Linked DNA regions of Mus musculus: regions 2, 3 and 4 are each linked to region 1. The links are chromatin contacts, called in public Hi-C and targeted proximity ligation maps. All regions are on one chromosome and are shown on one strand. The core of a region is the stretch at or near the end of the contact, and the rest is flanking DNA. Distances in the headings are between cores, read along the strand shown. Region 1 holds the start of Ppp1r14b (protein phosphatase 1, regulatory inhibitor subunit 14B). Region 2 overlaps Nrxn2 (neurexin II). Region 3 has its middle 97 kb from the start of Gm32245. Region 4 overlaps Nrxn2 (neurexin II).

Region 1 (2,700 bases), core at 31-2,530:
AGGGCTGGGGACCTTGGGCTTTGAACCTAGCAGATGTGCCTTCTCAGCATCCGGGACCTCCGGCTCACCAGAGCACTGGTGGGCCAGCTGTCCTAGTTCATCACAGCCCTCCCCTCCCCCAAACACCTGTCACAGCTTCCTGGGGGGGGGGGGAGGAAGTGAGGGTGAGGGGTCAGTGTGAAAGACCCATGCTTGATAAAGGGGAAACAAAGAGCCCATGCTTTGAGGAGAAAGGGGTACACCCCCCTCCCCAAGGGTACAGCTATCACACTTGGAGCCAGCTGCATTCCAGGGCTGGGCTAGGGTAGGCATTAGAGGGCAGGCCCACTCCTCCACCCTACCCCTGGGGGCCTGAGTCACCATCTGAACAAGCAAGGAACATGGGGTGGAGAACCAGAGCTGGGAGAGCTGGTTAACCTGTCTCTGTAGACAGAATGGCAGGCTAGCCCACAACAACTCCTCAGATCCTTTGTAACACTTGAGACAGTTAAACTAGTACCTTTCAACTAGTGTCGATGCTAGCCCAGACTAGACTAGACCTTTCACTGTTAGCCCAAGCTAGACCCCTGCCTCCAGCAGGCTATCTAGTTCTTCTAGACTCGGCGAGGACACTATGCTTAACCTGAGGCAGTACCACGAAGGACGCAAGGTCCCGGGCAGCGGAGAAAGCTAGAGTGTCTTAGGTCAGGCAAGAAAGAGCGCACACTCACTGGGAGCGGCGAGTGCAAGACCGGTGGCTTGGCAGCAGAGCTCCCATTGACTCTGGAGACAGACCGACTTAGGGCCGATTTTAGGGTATCCGCGCGGGGTGGGGAGCACACCTGGCAGTCGTAGAGTCGCGTGAGCTGTTCTAAAATCCACTCCTCCAGGTTGAGGCGCTTCCGTAGCTCCTTGCGGTCGTACTTGACGGTGACCTTCCCTTGCCGTCTCACCGGGCCATCGTCATCAGCGCCCCCCGGGCCTTCGCCTGCGGCCCCAGGGGGACTCTGGAAGTAGACTCGGGGCCCTGTGCTGCCACTGCCCGGCCCGGGGGCCGGGGCAGCTAACGCCGCGCCCCCCGCGGGGCCGCTGTCCGCCATGGCGGCCGCCGGGGCCACGTGCGCGCTCGGGCCCCTCCCTGCGCCGCCGCCTCCCGGACGCCCGCCGGCTGGCTCCCGGCCGCTGGCTCCGGTTAGCTCGCGGGCTCCGTTCCGCGCAGCTCCGCGGCGAGGGCGGCGGCGGGGGCGCCCGGGGGCAGCTGCAGCATGCGGAGCCCCCGGGCTTGGCCTGGCCGCGCCCCGCCCCCTCCCCACCGATCCGCCCGCCCTTTGTCCCCCGCGGCCGCCGCCCGAGCCGCCGCCGCTGCCGCTTTCTCTGTCTTGCTCTCTTCCCCCGCCCCCCGACCACACCCCCTTAAAGGGCCAGCCCCGCTTCAGGCCCCCTCTCCCCAACCCCGCCTCCTGAAAGGGGATAGGGGAGGATCTACTTTGCCGGGTTTGGGGACTGTCTGTCCGGTTTCCTATAACTTAACCTCTGGCCTCAAACCTAGACTTCTAGGTGTCGGATGCCTGGATCTTCACGCCACTAGGACCATAGTCCTCTTCTGACCCTGTTTCATTCTGTCACTAAGGTAGAAACAGACAGTCTAGGCATGAGACGGTGTGGGCGCAGATGCGGTGAGGAACGTGCGGGACCCTTGGTCATCAAGGGGCGAGAGAACTTCCGCGCATGGGTCGACACGTGGACAGGGCTTCCGGGGATCGGAGGTGTAAAGGGGTCCAGGCACTGCCCAGGTGCCGGCCGGGATGCCCTACTTGGTCTGGTCTCACGCCCCTCAAGGAAGAGCTCGGGGTGGGGGCGTGTAGATTTGGCCGTTTGGCTTACAATAGCCAGGACTGGGACGACCACCGCCCACCGGCTGAGATGGCGGCGCGCGTGGTATTGTGGGCAATGTAGTCAGCGGCTCGTCGATGCTGCCCCTCCCAGCTGCAGAGCCCGCATTGAAGCGCAAACTTGTTTGGGGCGCGCCCCTCTGAGCTGGCAGGATTGTGCTGGGCGAGGCCCTGGGCGCCCCGCAGCTTGAGCGTGTGCAAAGGAGGAAACTCGGGTGCAAAGAGCTAGCATGTGGGGAAGCCAAAACTCACAATGATAAAGGTAATAATAGCAGTTGACCCCAAATGAGCGTTTATTGGGACCCCTGCCTGTTCTGCTGTAGGGACAGCAAGCTAGTTCACCCAGTAACTTCTCGATCCTTCACACTTTAGGAGGCCACCTTCCAGTCTTCCTTTATTCTGTCTGCATCTTTAAATTGTTTCATTCATTCCTTTGTCTTTCTGCTAGAAAGCGAAAATTTGGTGGGCCAGAGCTCTGAGGACTCTGCTGATACCTTAGCTTGGGTCAGCGTGCTCCTTGTCAAACCTACAGGCATTAGGACACTATTAGGTCCATACCGAATTCTAGCTCGAAAAACTCTCAGACTCAGGCAAAGGACTCTCCATCCTATTGGTTGAACAAACGACCGAAAAGAGGTGGTGGGTGGGGGGGGGGGGACCGATGGACTTCCTCTGAAGGCTGTGGGGAACATTAAACGGGAAAACTCGTGGACACTTCAGTTGTGAGAGCACATAGTTAAGTCACAGGGCTATATAAAGGGGGAGCTGGGATTTTGAGCCCGGGCTGTATGACAACCACCACCACCACCACCACCACCACACACACACA
Region 2 (2,700 bases), core at 19-2,518, 480 kb after region 1:
CTCCTCTTCCCACCCAGACAGTTCCTGTGACTGAGGATAGGATGGCAGCACCCACAGCCCAGCCCTGCTGGCACTCACGGTCATTGCAGACAGGGCCTCCATAGGAAGTCATAGTACAGTCACAGGTAAAACCATCCCACTGCTGCAGACAGACGCCCTGGTTGGCACAAGACTCTTCGGTGCAGGTGGTGCTAGGGCCTGGAAAGAGCAGGAAGGAGAAACGCCCCAGGCTTAGCCACGTGCCCAGGGGCTGTAGATGTTCCCCCAACCAGCCAGAGGCTCTGCCCTTTGATCCGTCAGACTAGAAGGGCCAGATACTAACTGGGATGATGGGGTGGGATAGAACAGGGGGCACTCAAAGACTGCTAGGCTTCTGGCTAGTAGTCGGGGTGGGAGGCAACAGGGAGAGTATGTGGTCGTCCTTTGCCTGCCTGCCTTGTCCCAGAGCTCTTGGGACAGGCTCATGAGGAGGCCCCTGTCAGCCTCAGGGCCACACCTAACTGCCCCACACTGCCCACACTCACCATCACAGCCCCTCTCCACCTGCCCGATGCGGTGCAGGGCGTCAGCGATGAGGTCTGGGAGGCGTCCGTTGAGGTCCACAGAAGCCAAGCAGCCTTGAAAGCCATCCCGAGAGGCCACCAGCTTGGGCAGGTTGCTGAACATATTCTTGCTCAGGCCACCGATATACAACTCCCCTGCAAAGGCAGTGGTATCAACACCCCACCTTGTCCCTACCCCTGTCCCCGGATGCTGACACCCTACCACTGGGTCCTCCAGACACCTGAAAGGCTCATGGTATCCCTAACAGACACAGCAAACCTCAGCTTCCCCACCAACACCACCTCTTCCTCTTCTCTTCCCTTCGCCATCTGTGTGTTCCCCTCCCTCAGAAGCCAGATGCCTGGGGTAGTGGGGGTGGGGGGCAGCTGGAGGGACCCGCTCCATGTTCTCTCCTACACGCTTGATTCCAGTTCCGTCCTGTAATCAGGGCCTTTCATGGATGCGCGGCTCTACAGCCTTTCCGCCCCCGCTGCCTCCTTCCCAAAGACTTGTTTCCCAGAACCGCAGGCCTTCTCTCAGCAGCCTTCTCTTCTCTGATGTCCTCCTGACAACTGGGGTTCTTGGGGGAGGCCTTCCTCAGAGATGTCTAATCTCCCGCGTGGGCCCTAGTTCTCCTGCATGTCTACTGGAGTTTCGGCAGCCCTGGACATCATAGCTGAAGCCCGGGTCCCGGATCTGCTGCCACTTCTGAGTCTCTGTAACACATCGCCCTCTCCTGGGAGCAAGGTGAATTTGCAGCACTGCCAACCAAGCTGCTGGATCTGAGGACTCGGGAGGTGAATCCACTGTCTCTGAAGGTCTTCCCCAGGTTTTGACAGTTTGGGTTACACGGACACACGTGGAGCCCGTAAAGCTAAGGGATGCTCCAGGCATGTGTGTGCAAGGAGGTCTCGTGGACCCCAGATGGCTCTGAAATAGCTGCAGCCTACGTCTCCTGTTCCAATGCCCAGTCCACCACCTCCTTCTCCCCCTACCCCTCCTGTTATTCATTTTCCTCCTCTTCCTCTCGGCCACCTACACTGGGGACTGGCAGTGACAATTTCAGTGACTGCTGTACAGTCACTGGAGATGGTGGGACCCTGGTGGGAAATAGCCTGGCCAGTGCTCCATCTGAAGTGGCTTCACAGGAGAGCCCAGTAAGACACAGGTGGGAAATGTCAGCCAGACACCATGGAGAACAGGAAAGAGGGGTGAGGGAGAGCGGCCTTGACCCCCTTTCAGGGGGCGGGGGATTGATCTCAATGGAGAAGGGGGTCTGGGGTAAGGCTGGCCTTCTCCAGAGGTTCCAGCCCCACCTTTGAGATCCAGATTTCGGGCACCGTTGGAATGCTGCGTGACTGTGCGGGAGTCGATCTTCAGTGTGTGCACGTTGCCTGGGTCCCTGGACACCACCACATTGTGCCATTGGTTGTCATTGACTGGTTTGTCTGAGTTTCCCTTCATCAAGGACGGGCCATTTCCCAGGTCAAACACGTAGTGGATGTACCTGCCCCACGGTAGGGAGGAAACACCAGATCAGACGGGCACCACAGAGATGCCAGGCGAGAATGAGCTACTGCTGGCAGAAAAACCAGGGGCCTGGGGCAGAGGGGTAGACAAGGGATCCCATGGGAAGGGACCAAAAAATGGCACTGGAAGCTTGAGGCATGAAGTCTTGTCCCAGGGAGGTCACGGAAGCACTTGCTCTTGGCCCCCAAAAGAGGACCTGACAGAAGGGGAGTTTTGGTAATACAGTAGGGGTCCCCTAGAAGCAGGGTCTGAACTACTTGAGGGCGCAATTCTCCAGGGCAAGAGAAAGACTTGGCTGACTTCTGCCATAAAGAGGACAGTGGCCAGAGAAGGGACGTGACTGGGAACCCTGGCAAGGAAGTGGCCGAGGAGCCAACAGCCCAGAAGCAGGGTTGGGCTTCTCCATCTTGGCTGCAGAGGGACCCTCCTGGCTGATGACTAAAGATGTGGCTCTTGACCTGATGTCTGGGTGTGTTGAACCTTCCCAAAGGCCAGGGAGGAGCTCTATCGGGGTCAGCAGGGGACCACAGTGCCCATCCCCTCACCCCTTGACCAACTCGATGACGATGAAGTCGTTGCCGTTGCCTGAGTTGAACAGCAGAAGTCCATCTGGGGCCGTGGTCTTGA
Region 3 (2,700 bases), core at 145-2,644, 310 kb after region 1:
TCCATGTAATTGTGTAGTTGTAATTTTTAAGGTGTCACCAACTTTTCTTTTTTTTTCCTTTTATTTTTTTAACATTTATTTCTTTTGGTTGTGTTCACGTGCTTGTGTAGTACACACCACAGCACGTGTGAGGTGTTCGGAGAAGACTGCCTGCAGAATCATCCTCTCTACCAGGTGGGTCCCTGGAACCAAACTCAGGTCATCAGGCTTCGAAGCAGGTGCCCTTACCAGCTGAGCCATCTTATTGGCCCAGTGACCAACCTTTTCTGTGGAGGGCCAGACAGCACCTGTTTTAGGTTGCTGGTTGTGACTGCCTCTGTGGCAGGTCCTCCGCTGAGCCATGGGAGTGAGAAAGGCAAGGATGGCAAGACACTCAGGGATCCGTGGCGCCCACACAGCGCTGTGTGCAGACCCCCCAGTGCAGGCTTGATCGAGCTTGCTCTTCACAGGGGATGACATGTTCTTCTGTCCCAAGGCACACAATGCCTGGGGCTCCCAACTGCATTTTAACTTGAAAAATACAAAAAAATGAGATCAAACCCCAAAGCCCCGCTAGCTCTAGATACCACCACGCTTTTGGAGAAGTGTATAAATTGAGAAGTGAAAGACTTGGTGGTCTCTTTGTACGCCTTTAACAAGTGTTCCTGGGCAGATGGAGCCACTTCCTCTCACCTTCTCAGAACCAGAGGGCAAGAGCCCAGGGCATGTGTCATCTCCAGCCGTGTAGTGCCTCCATTCTGCCCCACAGATGTGTCTGCACAGGGGAAGGTCAGAGCTCGGACGTCCACCCTCTAGCCAGCTTAGCAGACTCTGGGATCCCTAAAGGGCTGAGAGGTTACATAGACACCCCACTAGCTGGAACCTTCTCAAAGGGGATACTGCTGCTGATGGTGAAGATGACCGTGGCTCCTTTTCTGAAAACCTTTTTACCAGTTTTCTTGTAAATAAACAGACAGAATTTAGAAAAATAAGTGTATATTTATCTGGTGTATGTGTATCTGTATGCGTGCCTGCTCATGCCACAGTGCATATGTGTGGTGGTGGTCAGAGGACAGCTTGCAGGAACCCCAGGATTGAATTCACTGGTTATCAGTCTCTGTGGCACTTTGAATCATCTTATGAGCCTGCAAATGGATTTTTACATGACCCCTTAGCCATGTATGGTGGCACATGCCTGTGGTCCCAGAACTTGGGGTGGGGGTGGGGGGTGGGGGCTAGGAATGGGGCTGAAGGATCAGGAGTTCAAGGCAAGCCATGGCTAAATAAAACCTTGCCTCAGAACAAGTCAACCAACCAACCAACAAAAACCGGATTTAAATGCTCCAGAAGAGAGAGAAAGGGCAGAGACTGACCTCGGCGTGACCTGGGTGTGTCCTGGGTGATTTGCCATTCCCTCGAGTGGCAGGCAGAGGCATCTGGAACAGGTGTCCAGGCATCCCCGGGGAAGCTCCTTGGCCCCTCTTCCCTTTCCTCTTTTTCCTTTAATTCCGTTGCAGCCTAGCTCCTTGCCTAGCCTTCTCTGCGATAAGGCATGGGGATAGATGGATCGCAATCCTGGCTCTCCCGTCCCTTCTAGTGACTTGCCCTCTCACCCACCAGATGGCGCTCTCGACCACTTGGTTCCTGGCTCCCAGTGTAGCACCACTGCCTGGGGGTGGGGGCAGGAGCAGTGCTTGGAGAATAAATGTGGGTAGGAGGGAGAGGTGCAGCTCAGGGCTCAAATGCAGCTCATGCTCGGGTCGCAGGGGAACCTGCTTCTTATTAGTGGAGGCTTTAAGGAAACACTGTGGCTTCGAACCCATTCGGCCATTCGGCTCCTAGATGACCCCCCTGGATTGTCAGGGTGGCACCCCAGAGGTAGGCTGGGATGGGGAAGGTTTTTGTTTTTTGTTTTCCCCTCCAGGAAGCCAGAAGGGTGTCATCACAGTGAGGCATCTCTCAGAACTTGATTTGTGTCCCCTGTTACTTGGGGACATGTTGGATGGGTGACTGACACGCACCAGAGACAGTGGAATGGTGATTGATCAGTGGATAAGCCTGAGGCAGCAGAGGAGACGGCTGCGCTCTGGGACATACGTGCTCTGTCTGGCAGTTTCTCCTGGCATCCCAACCAGATCTCCCTTCTGTGGTGAAGGGCCCTCCACGGAGGGCCATGTCTGGCAGGCTCTGGATATAGCCCACAGTCAATGGCTAACTAATGCAATGGCCAGGAAGCTGGACCCTCCCTCAGATCTGGAGAAGTCTCGTGTACAACTGATGTCCCCAAGCCTCCCTGGATCTGTCCAGGGCTGGACTTAGCTCTAAGGTCACATTCCTTCTGTCTTAGTCTTTTTCTGTTGCTGATAACACAAACCCACGGGCTGGGTAAGCAATCAAGAAAGGAGGTTAATTTTGGCTCATGGGTCTGGTCCAAGGTCAAGGGGCAGCATCTATGATGTTCTTGTTGGCAGAATCCCAAGGTTGCACAGGGCATCACATGGCAAGAAGCAGGGCTCTCCTGAGATCTGGCCAGCTGGCTTCTATAACAGGGCCACTCTGGAGATAACTAACTCATCAATCCATTAATCACAGGAGTGGATTAATCCACTTGGGAGGGAGAGCCCTGTATCTCTTAATCTCTCATAATGGGGATTAAACTTCAACACTCATTCTGAGAGAGATAATCCACAGTGTTTATTGAGCCCCTCCCTTCCCTGACCT
Region 4 (2,700 bases), core at 154-2,653, 460 kb after region 1:
GGACACCTGGCCCTGGAAGGGGCGGCCCTGATCCCGGCCCCCTATCTTGATGGCAGCCTGGCTGTTGAAGATGGTCAGCTGGCGTCCTGAGGGTTGGGGATGGGGTGAGGGGGGAAGACAGGGGAGAGGCAGGCAGTCCAGGGAGGCCAGGAAGAAGGGATGGAGAGTGGAGAGAAGACGGGGAGGAATGTGGGAGCCAGGAGGAAGCCAGCACACAGGTGGGGAAAGGAATGAGGAAGAGGCAGACAACCAAGGGAAAGTCATTGTTAACCAGAACCCCTAGCCCGGCCTTGTGGGACCCCCCACAGGAGAGGGTCGCCAGGGCACACATGGGTCGGGAAAGGGAGCCTGGTCACCCCCTATCCCCACCATGCACATGCCTCTCCATCTACACCCGTACCCCACCGATCCCACTCCGGGGCGATCACCCCCGCGTCCTTATCCTTCAGTTCCACCCCCATCTTCTCTCTCTATTCTCCCAAGCATCCCATCCAATGTCCAGCCTCAAGCCATGGTATCCTCCAAAGCAGTAGGCGGTGGCAGCAGAGACAGAGACAGGAGGGTGTCCTGCCAGGCTAAGGCGGAGTTTGTGAGTGTGAGCAGAAGAAGCAGCAAGATGAGGGACAGATTGTGTGAGTCTGCTCCAGGCTGGCCCCGCCCATTAGCACCGGGTGATGGCTGGCCCGGCTGCTTAGCTCCTACTGCCCAGCTGAGGCCCAGCCTCCGAGGTCCAGCCACTGCCCTGGGAGCAGGCCCCAGTGAGCTGAACCCTTCCCCCAAGATGGACGTGCAAGCCCAGATATGGAAAATGTTAAAGGGACCTTGCTTCGCTCACTGACAGCCAAAATCACTGCTCCAGCTCCAGTCTGGCTCTGCGTGTGGCAGTGTTAGACACCTCTGATGACCCCCATGTGAGGCTCGGCTGCTTGCTTTGGTTTTAGTCGACCTGGGGGTCAGTTTAACCCTCTGAGTTTGTTGGTTTTGGTTTGTTTTTTGTTTTTTTGTTTTTGTTTTTTTAGAAAAGACATTTATTATGTTTAAGTTTAGATTTAGCTTTGGTTTTTATGTTATTGGGGAGGGGGCCGATGGAATATGACTTTGCCCCACTCTCCCACGGACCTTTAGCTGCTTTCATTTAAGGCCTGGCTTAGCCCTTGTTAGCTTCTGGTTAGTGCCTCATTAGAGATCTGGTTTAAAGTTAGGATCCTGGGAGCCCTGCCCCCCAAACCTGGGCTGAGATAGTCCAACTTGTGACACATACCCTCTCTAGAAATCACAGGCTCTCAGGACCCCCCAAAACACCTATCCAGCCAAAGAAGGTTCACTAGCTTGTCTCCTTGGGCTCCTTACTTAGACGCTCCTCCCCCAAGACCCTCCTACTTCCTGCTCTTACTTAGACGCTCCTCCCCCAAGACCCTCCCACTTCCGGCTGAAGTAAAGATGTCCCCTTTGCATTTTCTCATTTAAGGCTGGGCCCGGCCCACAAACGTGGAGGGCTGCTTCATAAAAATTATAAGAAAAAACAAGGAGAGAAGGGTCAGATGAGTTCTCCACTAAGCAGATTCCCTTCTCAGAGCCTTACAAAACTAACGTAATGTGGGCTTCCAAAAGGAGGAGGCCTGCTCCATTCCAAGCCCACCTGGCTACAGGTCTCTTTATTGTGAGGTGCCCCCTGGAACTGCTGCTCCAGGCATGTTTTGGAAGTACAACATGGAGCCATCCCACAGACATTTATTGAGCACCTACTGTATCCCAGCAACTTAAAATAAAACATCACTCCAGGGACACCTAGCCCTGCCCTAGACTCGCCTGTTCCTATTCCTCCCAAGGTGCACTTGGAGAGGGCGGAGCAAAAACCAAGGAGGGAGCGAGGCTCACGGGGTCAGACCCGGGCCAAAGGCCACACCAAGAGTGACCTCCTCCTCCTCCTCTTCGGGAAGTTCAACCTGCCATTTTCTAGAAGAGTAGATACAAGTTTCAGGAGAAGTATGGCTGCCACAGTGGAAGGCAAGGAGTTCTTCCCTTCCTCAGCCCCTAGATTATCTTCTCTGAACAGCACTCCCAACCTACCCTGGGAAGGGGGTGGGGGGAGCATCACAAGTTGTCCCATCCTCAGCCCAGGCTCCTCCCTCAGCCTCTCTGATTCTAGGAGGGGAGGGTGGGTAAAAGAGAGGAAGCCATGGCCTCTGTGGCCCCTGCCCACGCCTGCCATTAACACCTCAAAGGGTTAAAGTTCACCCCGCTGGAGAGAGCGGCCCAGTGTGGCTGGGGGCTGCAGGTTTTAGCGATGTCTGTTACAGTCCCTTTAACCTTTTTGTCCTGCTGTGAGTTTATGACATCTGGTTATCAGCGTGTTTAGTCCCCTGGGTGCAGGGGCTGAAGGTTACATGGGGGGATTTAGTCGGGGGCGGGGGAAGCCCCGTGGACATTTAATGCACAGTTATCAGCTGGTTACGTGGGCTTTAGTGCTTCTGCTCCCCACTAGAGTTTAGCCTTAGAGGTACAGAGCTTGCCCCTCCTCCAACGGGAATGACATGGCTGTGCCCTTGGCCCCCAACTTCTGGTGACAAGGACCCTTCTCCCTCTCACACAGCAGTACCACCTCACTTTCGCATAAGGGCCTCTGGGGGACCTGCTCTGTCTTCCTCATCAAACCAGCAGGCAGAGACCTCTATGGATTCCTAAGAGAGCACCACCTTC

What was found. A called contact is a pair of places that touch in the nucleus more often than the background predicts.
Region 2: a Hi-C map of cortical neurons shows a contact between it and region 1, with 2.7 times the contacts expected there. A contact is called at or near these places in 16 of 39 promoter capture datasets (the 3T3-L1 cell line, 3T3-L1-derived adipocytes, the C10 cell line and 8 more), 2 of 484 Hi-C or Micro-C datasets (both in cortical neurons), 24 of 130 datasets of targeted methods (the NIH/3T3 cell line, PVALB interneurons, T-cell acute lymphoblastic leukemia and 16 more) and 2 of 9 other capture datasets (embryonic stem cells and macrophages).
Region 3: a contact with region 1 is called in a targeted proximity ligation map of bone marrow-derived macrophages, with 5 times the contacts expected there. A contact is called at or near these places in 4 of 39 promoter capture datasets (the C10 cell line, the HPC-7 cell line, cranial neural crest and 1 more), 1 of 484 Hi-C or Micro-C datasets (embryonic stem cells), 8 of 130 datasets of targeted methods (T-cell acute lymphoblastic leukemia, bone marrow-derived macrophages, embryonic stem cells and 1 more) and 2 of 9 other capture datasets (adipose tissue and macrophages).
Region 4: a contact with region 1 is called in a targeted proximity ligation map of embryonic stem cells, with 9 read pairs. A contact is called at or near these places in 14 of 39 promoter capture datasets (the 3T3-L1 cell line, the C10 cell line, cranial neural crest and 6 more), 12 of 130 datasets of targeted methods (PVALB interneurons, embryonic basal ganglia, embryonic brain and 7 more) and 1 of 9 other capture datasets (embryonic stem cells).

The regions. Positions count from the first base shown.
Region 1 is chr19:6,973,628-6,976,327 of GRCm38.p6, reverse strand. It overlaps Ppp1r14b (protein phosphatase 1, regulatory inhibitor subunit 14B), which reads right to left and starts at 1,280. Exons shown (of 4, transcript NM_008889.2): 1 at 822-1,280. The coding sequence starts at 1,079. It also overlaps a transcript of Plcb3 not described here.
Region 2 is chr19:6,490,834-6,493,533 of GRCm38.p6, reverse strand. It overlaps Nrxn2 (neurexin II), which reads right to left. Exons shown (of 23, transcript NM_001205234.2): 14 at 2,619-2,700; 15 at 1,860-2,050; 16 at 525-698; 17 at 79-198. It overlaps Gm52381 (a long non-coding RNA gene), which reads left to right. Exons shown (of 2, transcript XR_003952843.1): 2 at 992-2,530. Among named protein-coding and RNA genes, the nearest start is that of Gm52381, 5.1 kb to the left of the region's middle.
Region 3 is chr19:6,662,460-6,665,159 of GRCm38.p6, reverse strand. No RefSeq gene overlaps it. Among named protein-coding and RNA genes, the nearest start is that of Gm32245, 97 kb to the right of the region's middle.
Region 4 is chr19:6,514,309-6,517,008 of GRCm38.p6, reverse strand. Nrxn2 (neurexin II) reads right to left here. Exons shown (of 23, transcript NM_001205234.2): 21 at 1-86. Among named protein-coding and RNA genes, the nearest start is that of Gm52381, 18 kb to the right of the region's middle.